Regions from separate parts of the Mus musculus genome. Here regions 1 and 3 are each linked to region 2. A link is a contact called in public Hi-C and HiCAR-type data. All regions are on one chromosome and are shown on one strand. Each heading gives the region's core, a stretch centred on a gene start, on an enhancer-like site or on the middle of the called end of the contact. The rest is flanking DNA. Distances are from core to core; before and after follow the strand shown.

What was found. Hi-C and Micro-C count contacts between places; a contact is called where the count stands out from the background. HiCAR-type assays count read pairs that join an accessible place to other places.
Region 1: a Hi-C map of CD8 T cells shows a contact between it and region 2, with 2.9 times the contacts expected there. The contact joins the enhancer-like site here to the promoter of Mtap in region 2. A contact is called at or near these places in 5 of 484 Hi-C or Micro-C datasets (CD4 T cells, CD8 T cells, Th1 cells and 1 more) and 1 of 9 other capture datasets (liver).
Region 3: a contact with region 2 is called in a HiCAR-type map of astrocytes, with 4 times the contacts expected there. The contact joins the promoter of Dmrta1 here to the promoter of Mtap in region 2. A contact is called at or near these places in 13 of 39 promoter capture datasets (the 3T3-L1 cell line, 3T3-L1-derived adipocytes, the C10 cell line and 8 more), 3 of 15 datasets of contacts at CTCF or cohesin (embryonic stem cells, large pre-B cells and pro-B cells), 63 of 484 Hi-C or Micro-C datasets (3T3-L1-derived adipocytes, B cells, the Ba/F3 cell line and 38 more), 17 of 115 datasets of contacts at active chromatin or transcription factors (the 230-238 cell line, the NIH/3T3 cell line, astrocytes and 11 more) and 2 of 9 other capture datasets (adipose tissue and embryonic stem cells).

Annotation. Positions count from the first base shown.
Region 1 is chr4:88,548,090-88,551,873 of GRCm38.p6, forward strand. No RefSeq gene overlaps it. Among named protein-coding and RNA genes, the nearest start is that of Ifna15, 8.3 kb to the right of the region's middle. Within about 2 kb of position 2,297, at least 74 of the 459 cell types and tissues checked have an H3K27ac peak or open chromatin away from gene starts, as enhancers often do. A contact at or near this core is called in CD8 T cells, Th1 cells, liver and 1 more, where this site is marked.
Region 2 is chr4:89,135,030-89,138,963 of GRCm38.p6, forward strand. It overlaps Mtap (methylthioadenosine phosphorylase), which reads left to right and starts at 2,341. Exons shown (of 8, transcript NM_024433.2): 1 at 2,341-2,495. The coding sequence starts at 2,463.
Region 3 is chr4:89,686,848-89,691,004 of GRCm38.p6, forward strand. Dmrta1 (doublesex and mab-3 related transcription factor like family A1) reads left to right here and starts at 1,351. Exons shown (of 2, transcript NM_175647.3): 1 at 1,351-2,092. The coding sequence starts at 1,462.

The sequences.
Region 1 (3,784 bases), core at 1,047-3,546, 590 kb before region 2:
CATTCAGTGTAATACACTGAGTATTACAAAACAGATTTGATGTTGCTTGCATCTGCAGTGTTGGAAAGTCTTCAGGAGCCTACAGTGACATCCCAGGCCTTGGCAGCCACCCACAGTGTCACTGACTCAGAGCAACTGTGTTACTAAATGTGTCATGAATGGCAAACACCTTACAACAGTGTGCTATTTGACATCTCATACGTATATTTAGTGTAATTTTCTATTTGAAGTATGTTTAAGCTTATCAGCCCAAGTACTGACCATTATATTACACCTGCCTTCAGCCTTTAGAGTATTCTGCCCTGCTTTATAGCCAGGAGTGAGAGGCCACTTCCTGCATCCTCAATGTATAGTGGGTTACAGTGTCTAAGTTTGTGTAAGTATACTATGTGACGTTGGGACAAAGACAAAGTCATGAAATTATGCATCCTTTGGGTCTTATTCTCATGCTTAGGTGAAACATGTCTCTGGAACACAGTATACTTAACCTGTCAACAAGACCAAGGGAGTCTTGAAGCATTTGTCTCCCTGAGAGTAAACACCTATCTCACATAAGGCAAGGGCCACAGGATGCCAGTATACTTCTCAACAAAAACTCACATCCCTGGAAGAATAGGAGGGCGTCCTCAAAGGTTCAAAGGGAAAACAAGCAAGATAATAATACAATACCTGGCCAAGATGTCTTTCATAAGTAACAGAGATAAGGAACTGTATTTCATACAAGCACATTGATAAAATACTCTCCTATGGGAATAGCCTACAGGGAACTACTAAGTGGCAACTTTCAAGTTGAGATGTAGCAACATATGAACATTTAAAACTTAACAGTAAAGGTAATATAAATACATATCCATGGTCAAGGTACTCGGATACCATAAGTTAGAGCGTAAAGTCACCACTTTGAATGCTAGTTAAAATGGTAGAAGGGAAGTTAGTAAAAACAACTATGGCTATAATCATTAGTCAGTTGACACACACAGTATAAACAGAAGTAAAATATGATGTCAAGAGCATAGTTTAGGGCTTGATGCGAAAGCAGGGCCTCGTTAAAGGCAATTGAAATTAAGCATCTGTTACATGAAGTGAGCATATCCTAACTATTAGATATTTTATGTAAGCCTTGGGCTAACCAGGAAGAAAGATAAATCAGTAAGAGAGATACAAGGAGAAAGGAAAATACCACAAAGCCTCACTAGGAAGATTGTCACCAACCACAAAGGAAGCCCGCACTGTTAAAAGAAAGAATTACTAAATCCATTAACTGAACTTCAATAGCTGGTATCTCTAAAAATTGGCTATTTGAAGAATTATTTAAAATTTAAGAATTTCAATCCACTGATGTAAAAAATGTAATATGCACTTGAAATGCTTTTTTAAAAAAATAATGAGAATGTATTCACATGACAATGTAATGAACACCTGTGTACCAGCCATTCTGTCTAAAAATAAATAATTTATTGTTAAAAAGGGGGGGAATTAAAAGAATGCAAAACGAGATATGCCAATTTTCTGCTACTCTTACACAACGGATTATTTTACTTAGCATTAAAAGTAAAATCATAAAATTTGCGTGTATACTGATGGGGCTAAAGAAAAGTTATTTAAAGTGAGGTAACTCAGGCAGAAAGACAAATATATACTTGTATGTAGATATTAGCTGTTAAAATAATATTAACCAAGCTATTATAACCAGTAGAACTGCAAGAATAGGTATGCAGCAAGGGATTGGGGAAACATAGATCTCCTTGGAAAGGGGAATAGAATAGAGAGCTATGGATGAATGGTGAATGGTGGTGTGTGTGTGTGTGTGTGTGTGTGTGTGTGTGTGTGTGTAGAATGGAAGGATCAAGTTGGGGAAGGGTAAATAGGGGAATGAGTGACGGGAGATGGGGAGAAGACAGCTAAATTAAGGCCCATTTGATAGTATGGGGGCAATATAGTAGAAGCTTCCTAAAATATTTACATATATGAAGGCAACCTAAATGAAATCGCCAAATAATGGGGGAAACGGGGCCCCAAATGGACATCTCCACCCATATGTGCTAGCATCTTTGGTACAGGAAAGTATTATGTATGCGCAAAGGAAAACAGTAAAACACCAACCCAGCTACAACTCCTTTGATCTATGGTGTCCGCCAGCAAGCTCTGTTAGTACAATGGTGGCACGGAGCTTGTGAGAGTAACCAACCAGTATCTGATTTGACTTATGGACTGACACTCAAGCAAGCTCTGGCTCCTAGGACGTAGGCTCAGTCAGGTGACGCGCAGTCAGCAGGGGGCGCGCTCCCATTCACTGCTCAAGGATGCAAACCCAACGATTCCTTTCACTTTCGGATCTTCACGTCACTCTGACTGGGCATTCAACTCCACCCCCAAAATATTCCTCGAGACACAAATTCAAAACTGTGTAGAGCAGTTTTTTGTTTTTGTTTTTTTGTTTTATTAAGAACTTTTGCTTTTCATTCTTCATAGAGACAGAAAACTAAAACTACAAAGAGAAGAGAAACACCTGCCACCTGCGGGACAAGCAGAGAGTGGAGGCAGGAGAATTACTGTGGCTTTGGCTGGATTCTGAAATGGATTCTGCGAAGCTGGAGGGGCTCAAATGGGAGGGATAGCAGCCCTGCAGTGCGGCTCCCAGCTGCTCCTGTGACAGAGGAAGTTTGACCTTTTCCAGGACTTGTCCCAAAGGTCTACGGAATTTCTCTTTTGGACAAGAACGGACGGCAATGCTCCATCAATAAGCACTGTTCTGGAGGTCTGAAAAACTCAGTAGAAGGCACGTTGACTGCCACAAGATCATCCTATGTGCCTTGATTGGCCTTGAACGCTATAGTCTCTCCCGGGCGCTGGGAATAAGGCATGTGCTGGCATAGCCTGCCTGGGTTTCTGTTACCAATTACTTTAAGTCTGAGTGTATATGGTTATTAAGTTATTTCTCTTGACAGTCTTCTTTATCAATGGTTGCTGTTATATAGCGTGCATAATAGTATTTCTCTGCTTAATATGCTGTTTTGTTCTTTATTCTGTGAGGAAGATTCTTTCTTATTTTTTTTTTTCATCCATTTGACCATATATCTTACTCCTTGATTTATCTTAAAATTCGCCAGGTGCAATTAGTACTATTGAATGATTAACTAAAGCTCTCCACTGCACACCAGTTCTAAAGTCACAGTGTTAAAACACGGTGTCTTAGTTCAGGTTACCATTGCTATGATGAAACACTGTGACCAAAACGAACTTGGGGAGGAAAGGCTTTATCTGGCTACTGCATCCTGAATCTGTTGAGGGGAGCGAAGGCAGGAACTCAGAGAAGCAGGAATCTGGAGGCAGAGACTAATGCAGTCCACGGTGGAGCGTTCCTTTCTGACTTGATCCTCACAACCTGATCAGCATGATTTCTTAGAGAACCCATAGGAATTATTAGACACTTTCGGTGATGAGCAATAAGTGAACAGAGAACATGTTTACTAACCACACTAATAAATGAGATAATGTGGAAAATACTGTATTATCAGCAGGCAAGATGTACCAGAGGATAGACATGGGGGGAAATAAAATCAAATATTCCAGGAATGGCGGACACTAACAGAAAGCAATGTACGTTTTACTATCCTAGATGGAAAACCCTGGTAGAATACAAGATTGAATGTTGAAACATTTGTACTGAATGTACTTCAAGTCAGAAAGAAATAAGGTTAGGGAGAGGCTTAGTCCTCTGATATAAACATTCCATCATCAAAAGAAGAAACAAACTCAGAACTAAGAACCACACAGCTCTTGG
Region 2 (3,934 bases), core at 1,091-3,590:
ATCAGGCTGGGCAGCGAACTCCTTTACCTACTGAGCCAGCTCACTACCACATCCTAACCTAATATTTTTGTATCACTTCTGCCATTATGTTTAGTTTTTAGGTTTCTGAGACAGTATCCCACTATGTTTCTCAGGCTGGCCTCAAAGTTACAATCCTCCTGCCTCTGTCTTCTATATGCTAAAATCACAGCCTTACGCCACCACACCCAGCTTTCCATTGTATTTTATAACCTAAAATGATTGTAACAGAAGAAATGTTTATATCTTGAGAAAACTTAGACACAGAGTGGATAATGGCGACGAATGGGTCTACACAGCATCAGGCAGCATCCACACCAACAGAAGGTGGAGATTCATTAAATGGAGGTGTACGGGTATTGCTTTACTACTGACATAAACACCAGCTCTCACACCAAAGACAGTCTGAGAACTTGTTTTGGACCCAAGCATGAGTGGCCAGGGCAGGGAACACAGATTTAGTTCAACCCAAATTATGTTCCAGGACAGTAACAGTTTCACCAAGTTGTCATAGGAACGGAACAACGACAACAACAAAAGTCACACAGGAAAACACTTTGAATGTATTCCTGAAAACATCACACAGGTGACTTATAGGGAAGGATAGAGTGTAGGCTGCAGATGCTACCGATGAGGCTCGCCTTTGGGATTGGTGGGAGCTAGCTTTGTACACTCCAAAAGATTTACCCAATAGGCACAAGGACAATAAGGCACACAGAAAGGCAGATAGTAAGTACCACTTAGTGGGGCAAGACAGGGCAAGGTAGGCTCTGGGCCAGAAACTTTCCAACTCTCCACAAGCCTGATTAGTTCATCGGCCTCGTCGAATGCGAGTCGAGGGTACCTTTTCTCTGGGAACTTTCAGTTAACACTGCTGAGAAGAAGAAAACAGAATCTCCTTCCTTGGCTCCTTCCCAACCACAGAGAAATTTGTAGCTTTTTCTATATCTCGGGGGACCACCCTTAAGATAGCTGTCACCCAGGGCTGGCGAGATGGCTCAGCTGTTAAGAGTACTGTCTGCTCTTCCAAAGGTCCTGAGTTCAAATCCCAGCAACCACATGGTGGCTTACAACCATCCGTAATGAGATCTGATGCCCTCTTCTAGTGCATCTGACGACAGCTACAGTGTACTTAGATATAGTAATAAATAAACCTTAAAAAATGATAGCTGTCACCCAGGGTTGGAGAGATGGCTCAGGGGTTAAGAGCACTTGTAGAGGTAAATTCGGTTTCCAGAATCTATATCAGGCAGTTCACAGTTGCCTGTTACTCCAGCTTCAGGCTGGGTTCTGGACAAACACACACACACACACACACACACACAAACACAAACACACCTGCAGGTATTTGTGTGTGCATACATATAAATAATGAAATAAACTAAGAAAAAAAAAAAGATAGCTGCTGCCCAGCATTTTGTTTGGCGCAGCTTGTACCATCAAAGGCTATAATGAATTGTCCTAGTAGAGAAGGGATAGGGCCTCTCAGAGAGAGTATCCAGGGGAAAGGTCGCTGGGGTCAGAGTGGGTCTTGCTGGTATTGCATCACAGAGACACAGGTCCTGACCTGAATCCTGCTGTACCGTATGCTGCCCTGGCATAGAAAGTTTTGTTTTAATTTTTGCTTATTTTATTGGAGTGAGGATTGAAGCTAGTGTCTCCTTGGATGCTAGATAAACACTTTAGTGCTGAGCTAAATACCAAGCCCTCTGTTTATTTTTGAGATAGACTCTTAATATTGCTCAAGATGGTCTTGAACTCACTCTGTAACCAAGTAAGACTTTGAACTTGCCATACTGCTTGCTGACCAGACTTCATGAGTGAGTGGGATTACAAATCTGCATCACTAGCCATTGTATAAAGGAATTTTAAAAATGCCCCTTGCTGGTAGCATCAGGCTGGGTGTTGGGGAGGGTCCTGCCTCCTTAAAAGCTCCCCGCCAAACAGAAGCTAAATAAACCAGTTTGTAAATCAGAGCTGTGGGGGGCGGGAATCTCAAGCTAGCACTCTTCAGTTTCCCTCCGCCCTCCCCAAAGCCCAGGAATGCGGCAGGCCCTGATTTTACAGCCCTGGCCACCGGGGCAGCCAAGTCGCCGCAGAACTGGCAGTAATGCGCTACCTCACCATGTTCTTGTGAAACAGTTAAAAGACAAAGTGACAAGCACATCCTAAGTGGCTTTTCTATCTTGATCATAGACTCGCCATCAGGCTGCACAGTAACAACAGAAGCCCCGAGAAGCCGAAAACTCTGCAAGAGGGACGGGAGGCGGGAACCTGATTTGAGGAGGAGGGTGGAGGAGAACAGCCAATCCCGCGCTCCCCGGGAGGAAGAGGAGGAGCCAGAGCCCGTGGGTCCCCGCACTGCTCACTCCCGCGCCACGCCGGCCCCGCAGTCTCCTCCCGGTCCCACGCTGCGGCCCGCTGTGGACTTCCCTGGTGCAGACATGGCCTCGGGCTCCGCCTGCACGGCGGTGAAGGTGAGATCACCCTACAAGCTGTGAATGGGCCAGCCCTGCAGGGTTCCTTCTCGAGCCTCCAGGCTGTGTCCCCAGCCGGAGCGCCCCCCACCCACCGCTCAGCAGGGAGGGGACAGGGCGCGCGGCACCCAGCGCCACCCCGATGTCCCCAGCCTTTGAACTCATCTGCATTCCGGGCCCGAGCGGTGGTAACCGGGGCTCTGATGGGGAGTGGGGTAATAGAAGGGGGAGCGGGATGATGGAGGGGACTGCGCCCCGCTGCCACCCTCTTTTAGTACCACTCCCCCCCAGGCGGGAGCTGGCGCGTGGCTCAGCTCCTGCGGCTGCTGCGTCGGTCCCTCTAGTCTTACGGGACTTAAGCTTCCGCTACTTTGACTAGGCCCACGTGGGAGAGCTGGCACTTGCTCTTTTGCATGCTTCGGCTTCATTTCCCCCTCCAAACTTAGATTTCCTTTTGCTTTGTTTTACCTCGGCAGCGCAGAGCTGAGGGAGCTCTGAGACTTTTTAAATACTGAAACAGAGCGCGGACCGCTCTCAGACTGGAGGCCTCTGTCTTATAAACCGCTTTCCAACCTTGAAAGTTAGAGTTATTTTCTTAGGCCTTAGGTCCCCAGAGATCTGGACACAAGGGACTCTTGTGCGCCGGGAACAGCTGGCCAGATGAGAGCATGAGTTCTGAGAGTTGGAGTGAGCCTCCCTTGGGGAGTTTTAAACACATCCTGATTGATGGGTAGAGAGTGGAATAACGGAGCCCAGGAAACACTGGTGTTTAAGTCCTTTCTAGGCTGTTTATTATTAGCCAAGAACGCAGTTAATTTGATTCAGTTTAGGAATTTCTGACCCATGCTACAGGAAGTGCACAGTTTTCTTCAGGCATCCTTTTGATTGCCTGCAGTGCCGTTTGATGCCCTTGCAAGAGGCCCATCTCTGCATTTAGCCTTCAGCGTGCCAGGGCATTGTATACTGGGGCCCTGCAGGGCTTCATGAACCACTCAGGGTGAGGTTGCTGCATTCGGTCATAGGGGCCAACTTTTTCTTTTCTCCATTTTGAAAAGGATTATTTACATTTATAGAAAGCCATGGTTCCAGTCAGCAGGAACGGGGCAGAAAGGGTCTTCATGTGCAAGGTACAGTAGGTACTTATTTATAAAGTGGAGATTTTAACATATTGTGGGCTGGAAATTTCACTGAGGTAGAGGCCTGTGATTTGAAGATAGATCTATTTGTCATCTCTGTCCCACAATGTGAGTAAAACCAAATAGCTAGAACTTCACACTTAATCAGTCCAGTCAGGATAATACTATCTGTGCAAGGACCAGCATATCTCAACAGAAAGAATTTGCTTTAATCTGGTTAGCCTTCTGCCCAACACACAGTTTCCCTGCAAAATGAATGTGGTCCACTTAAGAGCAGAAAGAGCTATGTAAATATTGAATGAT
Region 3 (4,157 bases), core at 101-2,600, 550 kb after region 2:
AGTTCCCTCCTTCCATCAACCTCTGATATCTGTTTTGATCCTTTTCTGAGAAAGATTCATCCTCCCTTGGGACCTCCTTGTTATTTGGCTTCGTTGGGTCTGCTGATTATAGTGTGGTTATCCTGTACTTTATGGCTAATATCCACTTATAAGTGAGTACATACCACGCATGTCCTTTTGGGTGTGGGTTATCTCACTCAGGATATTTTCTAGTTCTATTCATTTCCCTGAGAAATTTATGATGTTCTTGTATTTAATGCCAGTGTGTAAATGAGCCACATTTTCTTTATCCATTCTTCCTTTGAGGGACATCTAGGTTGTTTCCAGATATTAGTAACAGAGCTGCTATGAACATAGTTGAGCAGATGTCCTTGTGGGTGGGGTGGGGTGGAACATCTTTTGGGGATATACCCAGGAGTGGTATAGTTGGGTCTTGAGGTAGAGCCATTCCCACTTTTCTGAGAAACAGCCAAATTGATTTCCTGTGTACACATTTGCACTCCCACCAGCAGTGTAGGAGTGAGTGTTCCCCTTGCTCCACAATCTTGCCAGCATGTGCTGTCCTTTGGGTTTTTGATCTTACCCAGTGTGATGAGTGCAAGGTGGAATCTCAGAGTTGTTTTGATTCGTGATCCCTGGTGATCTGCATATTTCTTTACCTGCTTCTCAACCATTCAAGTTTCCTCTGTTGAGAATTCCCTGTTTAGCTCTGTACCCCATTTTTAGATTGGGTTATTTGGATTGTTGGTGCCTACCTTCTTGAGTTCTGTATATATTTTGTATATTACCAGATACACTAAATCTAATAGAACAGAAAATGGGAATAGCCTTGAACTCGTCGGTACAGGAGACATTTTCCTGAACAAAACACCAATGACTCAGTCACTAACGTAAACAACTAATAAATGGGGCCTTATGAAAATGAAAAGCTTCTGTAAATCAAAGGACACTGTCATTAGGACAAAATGACAGCCCACAGATTGTGAAACAGCCTTCACTAACCCTGCATCTGACAGAGTGAATATCCAAAATACATAAAAGTTTCTTTTTTCTTAATGGACCTTTCAGTCTGATCTGGACACTTTCTAACCTATCCCACAGGCCACCTCCCAGAAAGTCCCACTCTCCGCCCTAGGTCCTCCCCTGGCCTCCTTCCTTGGCCAGCCTACCCAGTGGGCGGGGTGGCCCTCCAGCCTGGCCCTTCTAGGCTCAGGAGACTGGCAGAGCTCAGGACACTGCCCCAGCTGTCTAGACTCAGAGGCTCACTGGCTGGCTGCGCCGTCGGTCAGGTTCTGGAGCTCTTAGACCCGGCGGTTTCTTGCTCTGGGACAGGACAGCAAACTCTAGTTAGTGCGCGGAGCGGGACAGCGGGACCTAGGCGGGTCCTCAGCCGGTATCCCCACAGGGTAGCTCTGGACAGCGCACTTGCTGGTTTCTACTCCTCAGAGGCGCCTTCTCAGAATGGAGCGATTACCTCACGGTCGTAGAGACCGCAGCGGCGGCTGCCGACCCCATCTGGCCCCAGGGCGGGCTGCTGCGCCCGCTTCGGCCGCGCGGTCGGTGTCGTCGGGGATTCCGGTGTCCGCGACTTTCCTGCGGCCGCCTGGCCTTTTTCTGCGATCGACCGCAAGCTCCGGTCGCGCAGGATGCGCTCCGGGCCCTGGGCTGGATAGGGCGTTGGGGGCGGTAGGCTGCGGCTACCCGCGGACCCCGAAGTGCGCGCGCTGTCGCAACCATGGCGTGGTGTCAGCGCTCAAGGGCCACAAGCGCTTCTGCCGCTGGCGGGACTGCGCGTGTGCCAAGTGCACCCTGATCGCCGAGCGGCAGCGTGTCATGGCCGCGCAGGTGGCCCTGCGCAGGCAGCAGGCGCAGGAGGAGAGCGAGGCCCGCGGGCTGCACAGGCTTCTGTACCAGGGGTCGTCGGGGTCCGGGGCTCAGGCTTCCGGGGGCAGCGGCAGGACCGAGAGTCCCCAGGTCTTGAATAACCCCATGGCTGTAGCTGTTCTGGGAGCGGGTGCCTCTAGACACCCTGGGAGCCGGTCAGTCCCAACTTTCGAGGTTTTCCAGCAAGATTATGCTGACAGAAAGCAGGGTGAGTCCTCTTTGGTTTGCTTTTCATGAGAGAAAATGATTGTTCTGCAAGAATGTGTAGAAACGAGCAGCAGCTCCTTAAGAGTGGACAGAAAGAGTTGTTTGAAAGAAGTGCTGAAGTTCAGTAATGTAGATCTACCCTGTTGATGGCTGGGATGGGGATAGTTAATAGGTTTTCACTGGAAGAGCTCATCCCGCGTCTAAAGACAATGAAAACAGTGAAGTGTATGGGATCACAGCCGCCGGCTCGCACCTGGAGTGGATTTAGGCGCAGTCGGCTTTGTCTTTGTGTGGCCGGAACTTAAGCAGGCTGTAAGAGAAAACTTTAGCGGGTGTGCTGACACTCTTTCCAGTTGCAAAGCCACAGTGTTCTTGCACAGGAAACCGGCTGACTATGGTTATTGTGACGATCTTTGATTTGGGGACAGTGTTTTGTCATCAGTTAGCACTTAAGAAACTGAAATTTCTCACCTTTTTCTTTCCTGCTCCATTTTAATTCTTTAAGCACCATTCCCAAAGGAGAGGAAAACTTTAGGGACTTATATTTAGTTCTCATTGGAAATAAGTTTGGGCCTTCCCTGTCGATAATGAAACCATTGACAAGAGTGTCACTTTGTAGCTGGAGAGATCTCAGCAGAGTATTCGTCTATCCTTGCAGTTTCCGGCCACAAAGTCATGGCCAGTATCTCTTGTTTAGATTTACAACTAATATGACCTCCAAATTAACTTTTCCTGTAATATCAATATCACTATGTTGTCATGAAATTTTCATCCCTGCATAGGGCCGCTGTTAAATGGGAATTTCCTTTAAATCATTTAGTTAAAATCCTAAACAGGTTGTATCACATGAAGTTATGCGATAACCGGTGGTAAGCTATTAATTAGAAACTTTGCTTGGTTGTCAAAACTGCAGATCTTAGCAAAAGAGGGTGTAGTTTCAAAAGAAGCCCATCTCTGCATTGAAAATTTACATTCACTTACGTCAAGTTTGGACACATGCTCTAGTTTATTTCACTAGACCAATGAACTTTAAGTGTTTCTCATGGAAGATAGAGACTGTTGAGAGATGGTAACATTCCTTCAGCTACACTGCTAATGAGATTTGGCTGATGGTATGGATTTATGTAAACGTTTTGTACTAAAGTGTACATTTTGCAGGCCTAATGATTGTATTAGATTATTGTGTCACAATGACTGGCCTATAAAAAAAGAAGTTCATATTTTAAAGACTTCTTCAATGGCTTTCTAAATTGACCACCCCCCTCTTACACAATATGAATAAACTATAGTAAGATATTGTACTGAACTTATTCATTTACAAGACAAAGACCTACAGTGATTCAGAGGCAAATTACATTTGCCTATATAAAAGAAGCTTATGTTCAAAAAAAGGAAGGCTATCAGTACACTACAATAGTGAATAAAACAGTCCCTAGAACTAGAGAGGACAGAGATGAAGGGAATTATAACAAATATTTGCCACAGCTTCCTGAACACTGGAGTCACAGTCAGAAGCCCCAAGCACAGCTTGCAACCAGTATTTCTTTAGAGATATTTGTCCTGGGAGTCCAACCTACAAGTAATACATTGTTCTTTAGACAAAATAACAGAGATTTAATTTTGATATTTCCTATGTTTCAGGAGCAATACTCAGTGAATTGCTGTAGAAGCAAGTGGAACAAAAGAGGAATGGAAATTGGTTTCCAAGTGGCAAATATTGTTTGACAAGTTTTATTATTACTTGATGTTGAAAACACCAACGTACAATCTTACAATTGTCACAAATTTTCTTTTTTATCAAATATTTGACTTAGCAACAGAGTCTTGTCCCTTCTAGTGTTAAATTTGATGTGATTTACATTTTAAATAAACTATAAACTTTTATGGAGCAGGTTTAGGATTGTTTCTTAAAGAGACAGGGAAACATCAAAGAATACTGGAGATAACCATTTAAATTAGGTAGAATATTCACTACTTGTTTTACTTACTTCTTGTCATATAGGATCTCTGTGGGGGAGGGGAGGGAGGGGGAAGAACATCACTTAGATCAAAGCAAAATTTGGACA